Linked DNA regions of Zea mays: region 2 is linked to region 1. Evidence: chromatin contacts called from public Hi-C data. All regions are on one chromosome and are shown on one strand. The core of a region is the stretch at or near the end of the contact, and the rest is flanking DNA. Distances in the headings are between cores, read along the strand shown. Region 1 holds the start of LOC100281965. Region 2 holds the start of LOC100126801.

Evidence for each region. Hi-C and Micro-C count contacts between places; a contact is called where the count stands out from the background.
Region 2: a Hi-C map of leaf shows a contact between it and region 1, with 3 times the contacts expected there. The contact joins the promoter of LOC100126801 here to the promoter of LOC100281965 in region 1. A contact is called at or near these places in 2 of 25 Hi-C or Micro-C datasets (both in leaf).

The regions. Positions count from the first base shown.
Region 1 is chr5:223,898,341-223,904,191 of Zm-B73-REFERENCE-NAM-5.0, reverse strand. It overlaps LOC100281965, which reads left to right and starts at 2,756. Exons shown (of 7, transcript NM_001368109.1): 1 at 2,756-2,990; 2 at 3,070-3,144; 3 at 3,469-3,557; 4 at 3,762-3,846; 5 at 4,335-4,416; 6 at 4,508-4,622; 7 at 4,882-5,138. The coding sequence starts at 2,811. The coding sequence ends at 4,596.
Region 2 is chr5:224,087,452-224,093,302 of Zm-B73-REFERENCE-NAM-5.0, reverse strand. LOC100126801 reads right to left here and starts at 2,575. Exons shown (of 39, transcript NM_001349815.1): 1 at 2,135-2,575; 2 at 1,363-1,491; 3 at 1,059-1,202; 4 at 788-933; 5 at 481-637; 6 at 327-385; 7 at 71-230. The coding sequence starts at 2,137.

The DNA of each region.
Region 1 (5,851 bases), core at 1,507-4,006:
GATTCTTTTTACTATTACTAATTGGAGCTTTTAATGTTGCTAATTGGAGTTTTTTTACTAGACATGCTAGAAAAAAAAGATAAATTGTAAACTAGAAAATATTACAAAGATCCAGTCATTAATTTGATAGGCTCAAGTCACCATTGAAAATAATAATTACTGAACTAGCTATGATCTCTAAAAACTTGTCCACCTCTACTATTATGAGAAATAACATAAAATATAATCTTCTAAGTTTGGGAACCCTAATTTTCTATAGGATTTCTATTTTTCTATGAGAAATTAGTTTATTTTCATATGGAAAATATAAATTCTTTGGGAAATTAAGGTTCCTAAAGTAGCCCTAAATCTGCATCAAAATCATCCATACATACATGCCATTATGAAGCGTATAAAATGTCCACTAAATTTGCATTTAGATTACCCTTTCAGCCACCATGATATATAATCTGAGCATCCTTTTAAATTATATCAAATACCACTTATGCCATTATTAAAATTTTAACACAAAATAGCACCTCAAGCCTATATCTAAGTTAGATAGCCATAGGTTATACCTGCATAAATTGTGATATAACTATTACACGCGAACATCCAATGCTCATGCTCATAAGATTCTAGTTCATATAGGAGTGGATTGATGGACTGATTTACAAAAAGTCGATAATAGAGATTCATACCTACGTCATGCATATTTGTAATTACTAGACCGTATTGCTATTTTTTCAGACAAAAACAATATAGCAGTCTATGCCTGTTTGTCTGTTTTTTCCCATTTGGTTTGGTCTACTCTACTATGCGGGACACTTATTCATGGTCCATTTTTTAAATTATACAGAGTACATATCTTATTAGATTTTTATTGATTAAATATTTACAGAAAAGCAGTCTACATCTATATCAAACTTTTATAATGAAATAATAATATTTATGATGCTAATTATTATTTATTAATTATATATATATATTTAATATCATGTTTTTTTGCAACTCTTTTAATAATTTTGGTGAAACTTGAGATCCTTTGATTGTCCAAGGGAGTGAAATGATTTTTTATATGTAATGGAGGAGGGTTATGATTTAACCGTTAGAAGGTATTTTCTCCATCTTAAATTATAAGACATTTAAGTTTTCTAGATATACAATTTTTATTATGTATTTAAATCTATACCGTATCTAGATATATAGCAAATCAATGTACGTAGAAAAGCTAAAAAAACTTATAAATTTAGGATAACAGTGCGTAGAAAATAAGCAATTTTAATCATATTGAGGGAGACTAGGAGAGCATAAAGCGTCTCTGTTTTTCGGTGGAGAGGTGAAATTCAGACTGATAGCGAGGATACCGACTAGAGATGGCAATGTGTACGCGAAACCCGAATATTCAACGGATTTTATCTAATATGAAGGTGGATATAAGATGATTTCTCTACCCACGGATATATTAATGGGTAAAAAACTCTACCCGTTGGGTAGACGAGTACGAGTACAAGTTGGTACTACTCATACCCATCTATCCATAGATAAAATATACCCACATCAATACCACTATTGGAGGTATTTTCCTCCGCCGAAGGTCCTCAAGACGAAGACATCATTTGTAAGCGATGTTGGAGTCTTTTCTCCGCCGAAGGTCCTCAAGACAAAGACATCGTTTGTAAGCGATGTTGAGGGTCTTCTTCTCCGCCGAGGGCTCTTAAGACAAAGATATTGTCTGAAAGCAACAATATCGAATGCTGAAGCTTTCAGCCGAAGGGCGACAGCTTCGGGTCAAGACGGCGATGAAGGTCAAACATGATGCTGAACCGATGAGGAAAAAACTAGTTAAGCTCTGATAACTTATGTTACGATTATGTGTACATGTTAGGGTTATAAATATATTTTTACTCGGGCTGCGTCCCATGTCTATAAATAAGTGAATAGTATCCCCTTACTGTTCATGTTGGATTGTATCTGCCCTCGCATCACCACCTTCGATCAAGCCGAAGGTATCAATGTAATATAAGTTTTGTTAATGTTCATGAATATATACATTACAGTTTGGACACATAAATGAATAAGTGGATAGATATATAACATATTGTTTCTATGGATTTTTTTTTTGATAAATGATGAAGGTGTGTCCTTCATAATCTTCGTCTGAACATCATTATACTCGAAAGGAGATAATGATTCGAAGGTCGAAGGTCCTTAATCCTTAACAATTGTGTTGCTTTGTTCTTGATTCACAACATTTGAGAATAAGTGACCAACAACCACTATAACCATCTAATAGAGTCCATCTTAACTAAAATAAAACCCTTCTCTAGCCATCATTTGTCTAGATACCAAAGTTATGTAATCATATGATTTGTTATGTGCGAAGTTGAAGTTATTTTTTATGTTTATTTAATATTTTGAGTGATTGATATATTGAAATTTAAGATTTTTTTAACGGATATGGGGTTACCTGACAGGTAAAATTACCCGCGCGGGTACGAGTATGAGTAAGATTTTATACCCACGAGCATATATGGGTAGTCTAATGGGTATAATTTTTTTATGGGTATGAGTATGAAATGGTACTACCCGACGGGTATGTACCCGTTGCCATCCCGAGGAATGTCGATGATTTTTTCATCGAATAACCAAAAGAAAAAAAAGAATGGGCCTAATCTGTTATTTTGGGCCTGTAAACCCATTGCTCTCAGGTCCATTGACGACTAGTATCATCATTAGAAAGCCCACGTAGTCGAGCGAGGAGGAAAGGCGGCGAAAACCCTCCCTTGCCTTGCCCAGTTGCCCCCAAACCCCAGCCACCAGCTATACCAATGGCGGCCACCGCGATGGACCATGACGGCGGCGACGACGTGGTCACACCAGGGGAGCTTCTCGGAAACTCATTAACCCTCGCGGCCGGACGTGGCGCCTACGCCGACGGTCGCTCTGTGCGCGCGTCGGTCACCGGGCGCCGCCGCATCGTGCCGCCCGCACCTGGCTCCGACGACCAGGTAGGGTTGGCTTGGTAGGGTTTCTGATTTCCTTTTGTTTTGTGCGTGTGATGAGTTGGTTTGTTCGTTTGGGCTGCAGAGATCCACGGTGGAGGTGGTGGGGCACAAGGCCCATGGAGCTGTGCCGCAGCCGGGAAGCGTCGTCATCGCCCGAGTAAGATGCTCAGAAATACTGGGCATAATATGGTTTCAAGAATTGCAATTCATTTGCTTTTGTGAAAACACTCAATGGCAATTGGCCATGCTCTGAAATTTCCAATTACCACACGCATCCCCTGGTTCAGGTTGGAGGTGGGGCGATGCATGTGTCTGAAAGTCAGAGCCATTACTCTTGTAGTTGTCTATAGGGTAATAATGGGCACACCATCGTATTTTTCAGGCATCTTTGCTGCAGGAAGTCGTCGAACATAGTCACAATGTTTTTTTAAAAAGCAGAAGTTTCTAAACCGCTGATTCCTGAAAGCTGTCACTTTTGCAGGTAACAAAGGTTATGGCTAGAATGGCCTCTGCAGATATCATGTGTGTTGACTCAAAGGCTATCAGAGAAAAGTTCACTGGCATGATAAGGTGGTGCACTGGTGCCTTCCCCATGATTTTATTTTGCCTTGTGTTGGTTCCATCTTTTATTTGTTTCCAGTTGATGTCTTGTACTACATTTGCTTTAGTTGCTTGCTGAATTCTGTACTTGGATTCATGCTCTTGTTCATCTTGGGGACTTAGGGAACCTATCAGGGGAAAGTTTCTCATAAATTTCCTCTGTTTTACCTGCAGGCAGCAAGATGTTCGTGCAACTGAAATTGACAAGGTGGATATGTACCAATCATATCGTCCTGGGGACATTGTTAAAGCTATGGTTGTATCCTTAATTGACGAAAATGATGCAGTACAAATAATCTCTGTTTTCTTCTCTTGTTATCAACCTTGGTTAGGTTTACTTGCCCTTAGGTTATCCACATCTACCTTCTTAAGCTGTCGTAACTTTTTAAATCTTTAAACTCTTGCTTTGAGGGCCCGTTTGGCTTGGCTCCTGAAGTGCTCCTCCGGAGGAGCCGGAGCACTTGAGGAGCCACTTTTGTGGCTCCGGCTGCTCAGCCCAAAATAGCTCCGGCTTTCTATACTGTTGACCCCAAAACGGGCTTCTCAACACATTTTGAGGAGTCGTCTTGGGGTGAACAGTAGAGGTACAGCCTTTTGGGAGTGAGGACTGAGGAGGCAGAGCTGCAAAAAGTGTCTCAAATGCTCTGGCGTGTTTGGAGGAGCCATGCTGAATGGGCCCTGAATATTTTTCCTGTTTGAAGTAGTTAATATTCTTGGCTGGCTTTGGATCCTTAAATAATGTTAAAGCTTTCTCTTGGTGATGCAAGGGCATATTACCTTTCCACTGCGAAAAATGAACTTGGAGTCGTTTCAGCACAAAGCATAGCTGGTATGGAAGGGTGCAAAATGCAATTTGTTTACATGGAACTGCTATCGTTATTCTAGATTTTGTTAATGTTGCTTCCCACATGTTTCCTCAGGTGGTACATTGGTTCCAATCAGTTGGACTGAGATGCAATGTGATTTGACCGGTCAAATTGAGCAAAGGAAAGTTGCAAAGGTGGAATAGATGTGCTGTGGCCCTCCTGATAAATGGTAAACATGTTAGTAACTTATCTTAATTTGAGCTTTCCCTTGTGTGGGATACATGTACTTCTATCTGGAAAGTATGTTTTTCATGTACTAGAATGCTGATGATTTGTTGCATCATGTGGTTTTCTTATGATCTTTTATACTGCAGTAGAAATTTGACTGCCTTTGTTGTCATTAACCATTGAATGCTCGCTTGCCTTGCCATTTGTTCTCATTCACTCATGACTCATGTATCACAAATTTCTTTGTTCTCATGAAACAGGTGGTGGCGGTATACAAATTGTGGACCAGTGACACCAGGTCCTTGGGCGGACTACCCAATTCTGCGACGCCCAACTTCATTACAGCTGCATTGAGCATGGGTTTTTAAAACCCTGGCTGAATTTAACTAGACATGAATCGTAGCCATGGGTCCTGTAACCCAACCTTGGGATCTGAATCATAGCCATGGGTTCTGTAACCCAGTAACCTTGCCCTTGTGATTTGTTACTCTGTGAGCTAATGACATTGCAGTTTTCCACCTCGTGATTTCTACAAGTTTTGTTGCGCATTGTTGAGAACTTGAGATCTGTTGCTGTCTTTCTGGCATGATGTCAAATGGCTGTACCGGACTTGTTTCAAACGGATCGGGGGTCAGTACCACTGATTCATTTCTCGCCGGGAAATCACCGAATTATGGTGAACTTACCCGTTTTCGATGCTGACCGAGATGTGATTTCGGTTCTAAATTCAAAAAAATAAAAGTCAAACTTAAACTTTGGGAAAAAAACAAAATTCGCTACAGTAAAAACGAAACGGTGAACCCTGGTCAGTACTCACTTTCTCCCCAAAAAAAGAATGCAACTATGGGTTGCTTGCTATAGTTAAATTGCTTCATGTTTGATAATTTTCTAAAGAATGGTGTTCTCATTTATATCCCTAAATTAATTTATTATAGAAATAAATTACATATATACTCTGATGGTATTTATTCAATATTATTATAAGTATTGATATTTTTTATTTATTGTTGATCAAATTTAAGATAGTAAAAGCGGTTTGGTTTACTATCTAACTCACCATAGTTTATCTAACTTTTTTTTGTCTAATGTTAAGGCATGTTTGATACTTTGTTTTACTATCTAAGATGTCATAACTTGCTTAAGTTTAATCGTTTGAATTAAATAACTAATCTTAGACACTAAAGTTAAAATCGTGGTGCCTTAGGCAGAAAAACCAAACAAACCTTTAGT
Region 2 (5,851 bases), core at 1,326-3,825, 190 kb before region 1:
GATTATAGGGTATGCAGTTAACGTAAATAAGTCCTATCAGAAAAGTGCAAGGGCAGTGAAGGGACGGTACCTCAGGAGGGGCAGCACATATCATGTAGAAACAATGGTAATTTCTTTCTGGGTCAGATATTTGACAGACACGGGATCTCTCAAGAAGATAAGTTCTTACAGCAGCTCCTGATATTTTCCCTTTCTGATCAAACTGGATCTCAACAAATTTACCGAAACGACTGCAGTAATAGCAGCAACAGAAAAGCTGGTTGACTGGCAAAAATAGCTACCCACAATACTAACCAAGAAGAGGTCGTGCAGAAAATGCCTCTTACCTTGAGTTATTGTTCCTGACAGTCTTTGCATTTCCAAATGCTTCAAGAACAGGATTGGACTGTGATAGGAATATAATATGTGTCATTCAGTCAAACAAGAATGTAATGGTCATGGGAATACTTTTTTGGAACTAGGAGTCTATGAAATTATGACCTGAAGGACTTGCTTCTCCACAGTTCGCCCTTCGGAAGCAGCCTTCCCACCCATGTAAGCAAGATATCGCATGATCATCTTGGTGCTTTCCGTTTTACCAGCACCACTTTCTCCACTAACAAGAATCGACTGGCTTATACCTTCATTGCGCATCAATCTGCAACAGTAAAGTAATCAAAGAACAAAGACATTCTCCTCTCAGTTGAACTCAAAAGGTAAAAATGGAGATAATGGCACTGAATTTCTTCTATGGAGAGTACTTGTTAAGCTATATAGAAACTATGAACATATACCACAACGAACCTACCTATATGCAACATCCGCAACGGCAAAAGGATGAGGGCTTAATTCACCAAATTCTGCCCCTTTATATTGCTGCATCATCTGAGTATCATACAGATGGGGCAGTCTTCGGAAGGGATTTACAGCAATCAAAATATTCCCAGTATATGTCTGGTTTAATAATGAATAAGTTAGCAAACACATGTCAGAAAAGCATGGCCAGCTCAGTTAGCAAGAAGCTGTGGAGAATATATAGGACATATGGTTAGGCTATACCGGTTATCCTAATAACTTACATAAATTTCATTCATGTCATATCTAGCTTTCAGATTCTGAAGAACCCCGGGTTCGTGCAGATAGGCAAGCTTTGTCATGTCATCGACTCCGCATGGCGCTTCCTCGGGATCCTTAGCATGAACATTAGACGCTTTCACCGTAACCTAAACAAAGGGCCAGGTTTCAAAACTCAAGTGTGCATGTCATCCATAACTGTTAAGTGCCTTGCCAATTATAGAAGGTGTGCCTCAGCATAGGTGCGGCCCTTCTTAACCGTTTGCCTTTTATATACAAGCCTAGCAGTGCCGAAACTTGCCAACATACCGTCTTATCATTGGAACATCTGACCGTAACCGTGTCTCCATTGACTTTTACAACCTCCCCGTCGATCCAAGCGACACCGGGGTCCTCGACCCAAACTTGGGATCCCGCCGCAATGGAAGCTTGCGCCGCCTGCAGGAAACACAGCTTGACATTAAAGGATCGCCGCACACCTCTACCTCCGATGTGAGTGAGATGGAATACAGAATATAAAATGCCAAGGCCTGGCAGCCTGGTGCATGCGAATGGCCGCATTGCGGCTAAATAAGGAAGCTCTATGCACTAGGTTGAGTCCACCGCCCATTAGGTGGCGTGAGGTAGAGCAGTGCCCTGGGCACGACGATCAGCAACATAGCAAAGCACGAGTCAACGGCCGTGGCACTAGAGTTCGTCGGAAATGGCACCGTCATTTCTCAGTCGCCGTCCAGATCTCCATTACAACGCTTGGAGCGGGGGAGATGGGCCTCCATTAGCGTTCCAGGTTATTATTGGGAAGAGGGGATAAACCGTCCCGCCGTCAGCGAGCTGCCGGTCTTAGGGTAAACAGGCGCGCTGAGACAATGTGCGCGTGCGCGTGCACGTGCACGGACGCCGCAAGCTACTCCCGGATCTCACGCTCCCTCCTCGGAGCCAGCGCCTGGATCGAGCAGGAGCAAATCCGCAGCTAGCCGGGACGGCGAGGATGAGGGGGCAGAGATTCCGAGGCGCGGCGACCTGGATGAAGGCAGAGCAGAAAGGCAGGGGATCCGAGCGAGCGAAGGGCGGGCGTCCTTACCATCACAGCAGAACAGCCCAAGCCCGGGCGGATCTCGGCGGCCCGCGGCAGGGGACGGAGGCGGCGACGGCTGCTGCGCCGGAGAGTGGAGGAGAGGCTTCACGCCTCCGAGGTAGCGGCGATGCGCAAGATGGAGGAGGGAGGGGGCGCGCGCCCGTGCGTTTGTTTGTTCCACTTCCACTCCACGACCACGATGGTTTGGTTTCCTTCCACTCGGGCGGAGACGAGGTAGGGGGAGAAGGGAAGGGAACACAGCTGCGTCGAAGGAGACGCTTTCTTTTCTTCTTTCCTCCCGTCTCCTTTTGCTTCCTCCGCTCCGCCGCGTTTACTTCCTCGCTACTGCGCCGTTTCGCCCGGGTCTTTTGGGGTTTTCCCTTTCTCCCCTTCCCCCATTTCAGCCGGCGTCCTACGTGCTAAAGGCTCATTGGTCCGCCCGGAAACGGAAAACGCAGTCCGGGAACCGGATTCAGTAGGCCACTACTACAGAGACCGCGTTCGTTCTGAGTTTTTTTTTTTGTTTTGTTTTGTTTGCGGCGTGCGCTCTCGGCGGTGGGCCCCGCTGTGTCGGTGAGGCGGTGAGCGGTGGTGCTTAACTGGAGGCGGTGGATGATGCCGCGGCGCCGCCTCGTGATTCCGTCCGTCGCTTGCCGCCCCTCACAGCTCATTCCTGGAGGAGCGGCGACAATTCGGCGATGGGCATTTCCGGGATCTCACAGGGGGGAGTGGTCGGTGGCAGCAGATGAGAATGTGGGTGGCTCCCACGTCGACTCGGCTCTCCCCGGGAGATATGGAGAGCCTGGTTGGTTTATAGCCAAAATTTAATTACTACAACTTAGGCAGGCCAAAATTTTGCTAGTTATTTTATTTGCGGTCGAAATTTTATCGATGCCTTAAATGTTAAACTCACGGTAACAAATTATCCTGATTTTTTTAATTTCTTCTCGCAATTTTTTTTGGTAGCCAACAAGCGAGCGAGCTCGGAATACTCGTTGCAGTTGTGTGCCCTGAACGAAAGGGTCTCTAGCCTAGTGGTTAAGGACTTCCAAGTAGCACCTCCAAGTCTTGGGTTCGATTCTCCTCGAGAGCGAATTTTCAGGTTTAGTTAAAAAAAACCTCGTTGTGCCCCATCGGCTCTCGGGTTACGATTGTTAAGTAACCATAGTTAGGGTTATGTGGGCAAATACCGACTCTGCCCCTGAGGGGTCTCACGTCTCTATATAAAGGAACATGTACCCCTCAAGATAAGGAAGAAGAGAAAGAGGCCAAAGGCCCAACCCTACATCGTGTCTCGTGTGTTTCCTCTGTCGTGCTTCTGGGAAGGGATACGGGTTCTCTACATTGCAGAGTGGACAGTTGACGCCGGTCCATTAATGATTGGTGGCCAGGGTTCGGGGATTTTCTCGTCCGAAACCATCGTTTCGGTCTCTTCTTAATATATAATACCGGGAGGACGGTCTTTTCCTCCCCGGCAGAGAGTTTCTTGTTTAATTGCTTTCATTCCACCGATCGAGCATGTTGTACCCTGTAGAACTGGAATTTGAGATGGAAATGGAGACTGAGTATTCTTTGCTTCATTGGTTTCATTGTCACCAATCACGAATCACCTTCCCGACCGAGAAACAAAAACATGCGCGGGATTTGATGTATTCTGGCTTAAAATTTTAAAATATATTAGTCAAACTTTGATCAACAAAACAGTTTTTAAAAATCATAAAACGATAATGTAATCTCTGTCACTCATCAAGTACTCTACTGTACCAGTGGATTTGATATAGGATGTTTGTGGGTCTTCTGATCATAACTGTATGTGCTACTACTACACTTGATTTCGGTTACCTCGGCGGATAGGTTGATCGGCAACCCTGTCTCGATGGGTTGATCGGCGGACAGCCTCGTCGACAATTCCGCGGGTTGCTCGGCGGGCGGGCGGGCTAGTCAGCAATCTCGCCTTATCGGGTTGCTCGACGGACCATCTTCGGGAGGCCTTTTAGACCTTCACGCGCGAACTGATTGACAGGTAGACCGTCCGAATCACGAGCCGTTTTGGAAGGCCTTCAGGCCTTCTTTGGTACTCTATTCTCGGGTACCCAACGTATTTAATCTAGAGTTGAATAGTTATTACGGTAGGACATCATACAATCTTTGTCTTAAACCACTGCCATTATGTTGGTTATGCAGGCATCGTCATGGAGGCGGCTAGGCCTAACTTTTCTGTTTGGAGCTTGCACATCTCGCAAGTGATTTGCCAGTAATAATCCATATTTTTTTATCGTTTTAAGTGTTTGACATATACAAAGGGGAACAAACTTTGTGGACAATATAGTTATGAATTTATTCACAATTTCGTAGATAACAAATTAGTGATCTATATTATCAACGTTGATTTCACGATAATAAAGTGGATCTGCTTCGGGTAAATAATACTACATCCGTTATCGAATATTTGTCGTCGGCTAGTTTATTTTTGAACTAAAACACGACAAATAAAAATAAACGAAGAGAGTAGTTGATACAGATGAAGTAAGAAATACTACCCTTTGAAAAAAGATCTAATCAATACAATAATAATTTATATGGTTCATAAATAATGAGATTATATAAAAACAGATAGTTCTATTAGGGTGGATGAAATCTCCTCCTGACCCTACCAGAAGACGAGGACGAAGACGATTATCATACATAGATTTTAGATATTGTATGTATGCAGGGGCGGAACTAGAGCTTGACACTGTTGAATAATTAGACAAATTCCAAATTAAATTCCGAATATAAATCATGACCAAATCAGAAGAACTGAAATAAAAGCCAAATCAGATGATGCGTACTGATTAGACTTACTGATTGTTGGCGCGCGCCAGGATCAGCTGAGTCGACGATGTCAGAAGATCACGAGCAGTCGCGTGAAGACGCTTCCCAAAAACCTTATTCGCCCTCTCCCGGTGCAGGATCTAGAAGACGAAGGGTTCCGGAGACCTGCTCTCCTGATCGCAGATGCACCTCTGCGGTCGGGACGAAGAGAACTAAAAGGCGGCTCAGCTATGAAGAGAGGCGAAAGCGAACTGGGATCTGGGGATGATTTGGAGGCTGGCTGCCGGGCTCCTTTTATAGGGTCGAGTCCGCGACCCCCCGTGCTTATCCGCCCACGAAAATCTCGCAATCAGTTGAGATTTTGTAGCGATCGGTTAGGATAAGCGTAACAGCCAAGAAACCAAAAAATCAAACGGCAAAAGGTAGCCGCGCCCCCGCAAGGCGAGGGGCCGGATTTCGGCGGACCATTCACGCGCATGTCGTGCGCCCGCGCCCTTCGCCCCGCCCCGCCCGGCCCGGCCCGGCCAGGCCAGGCGAGGCGAGGCGAGCGAGCGCGCGCGCGCGTGTGGCTCTCCACACACTCTCCTCTCATCCATGACTTGGTGAGTGAGTGTGGCTTCCATATTTAAGCTAGCTCTACTCCACTAGAGCTAGCAATATGGTGCTATTGGTTTCACCTATCCCTTTGCCATCCACTTATATGGGCTTTTGAGATTTTCCTGGGATTTATTAGAAATTCTTAATTGGGCCAAGCCCATAAATCCTAACAATCCCCCACCAGATCTCAAATGCCCATCTGCAGTTTTCGCCACTGTTCACTACTGTTTAATATACTAGTTTTTCAGCAGAGACTGTTAAGTTGAACTTCCGCCTAGAACTCCAAGTTACACCAACCCACAACTTGGACAA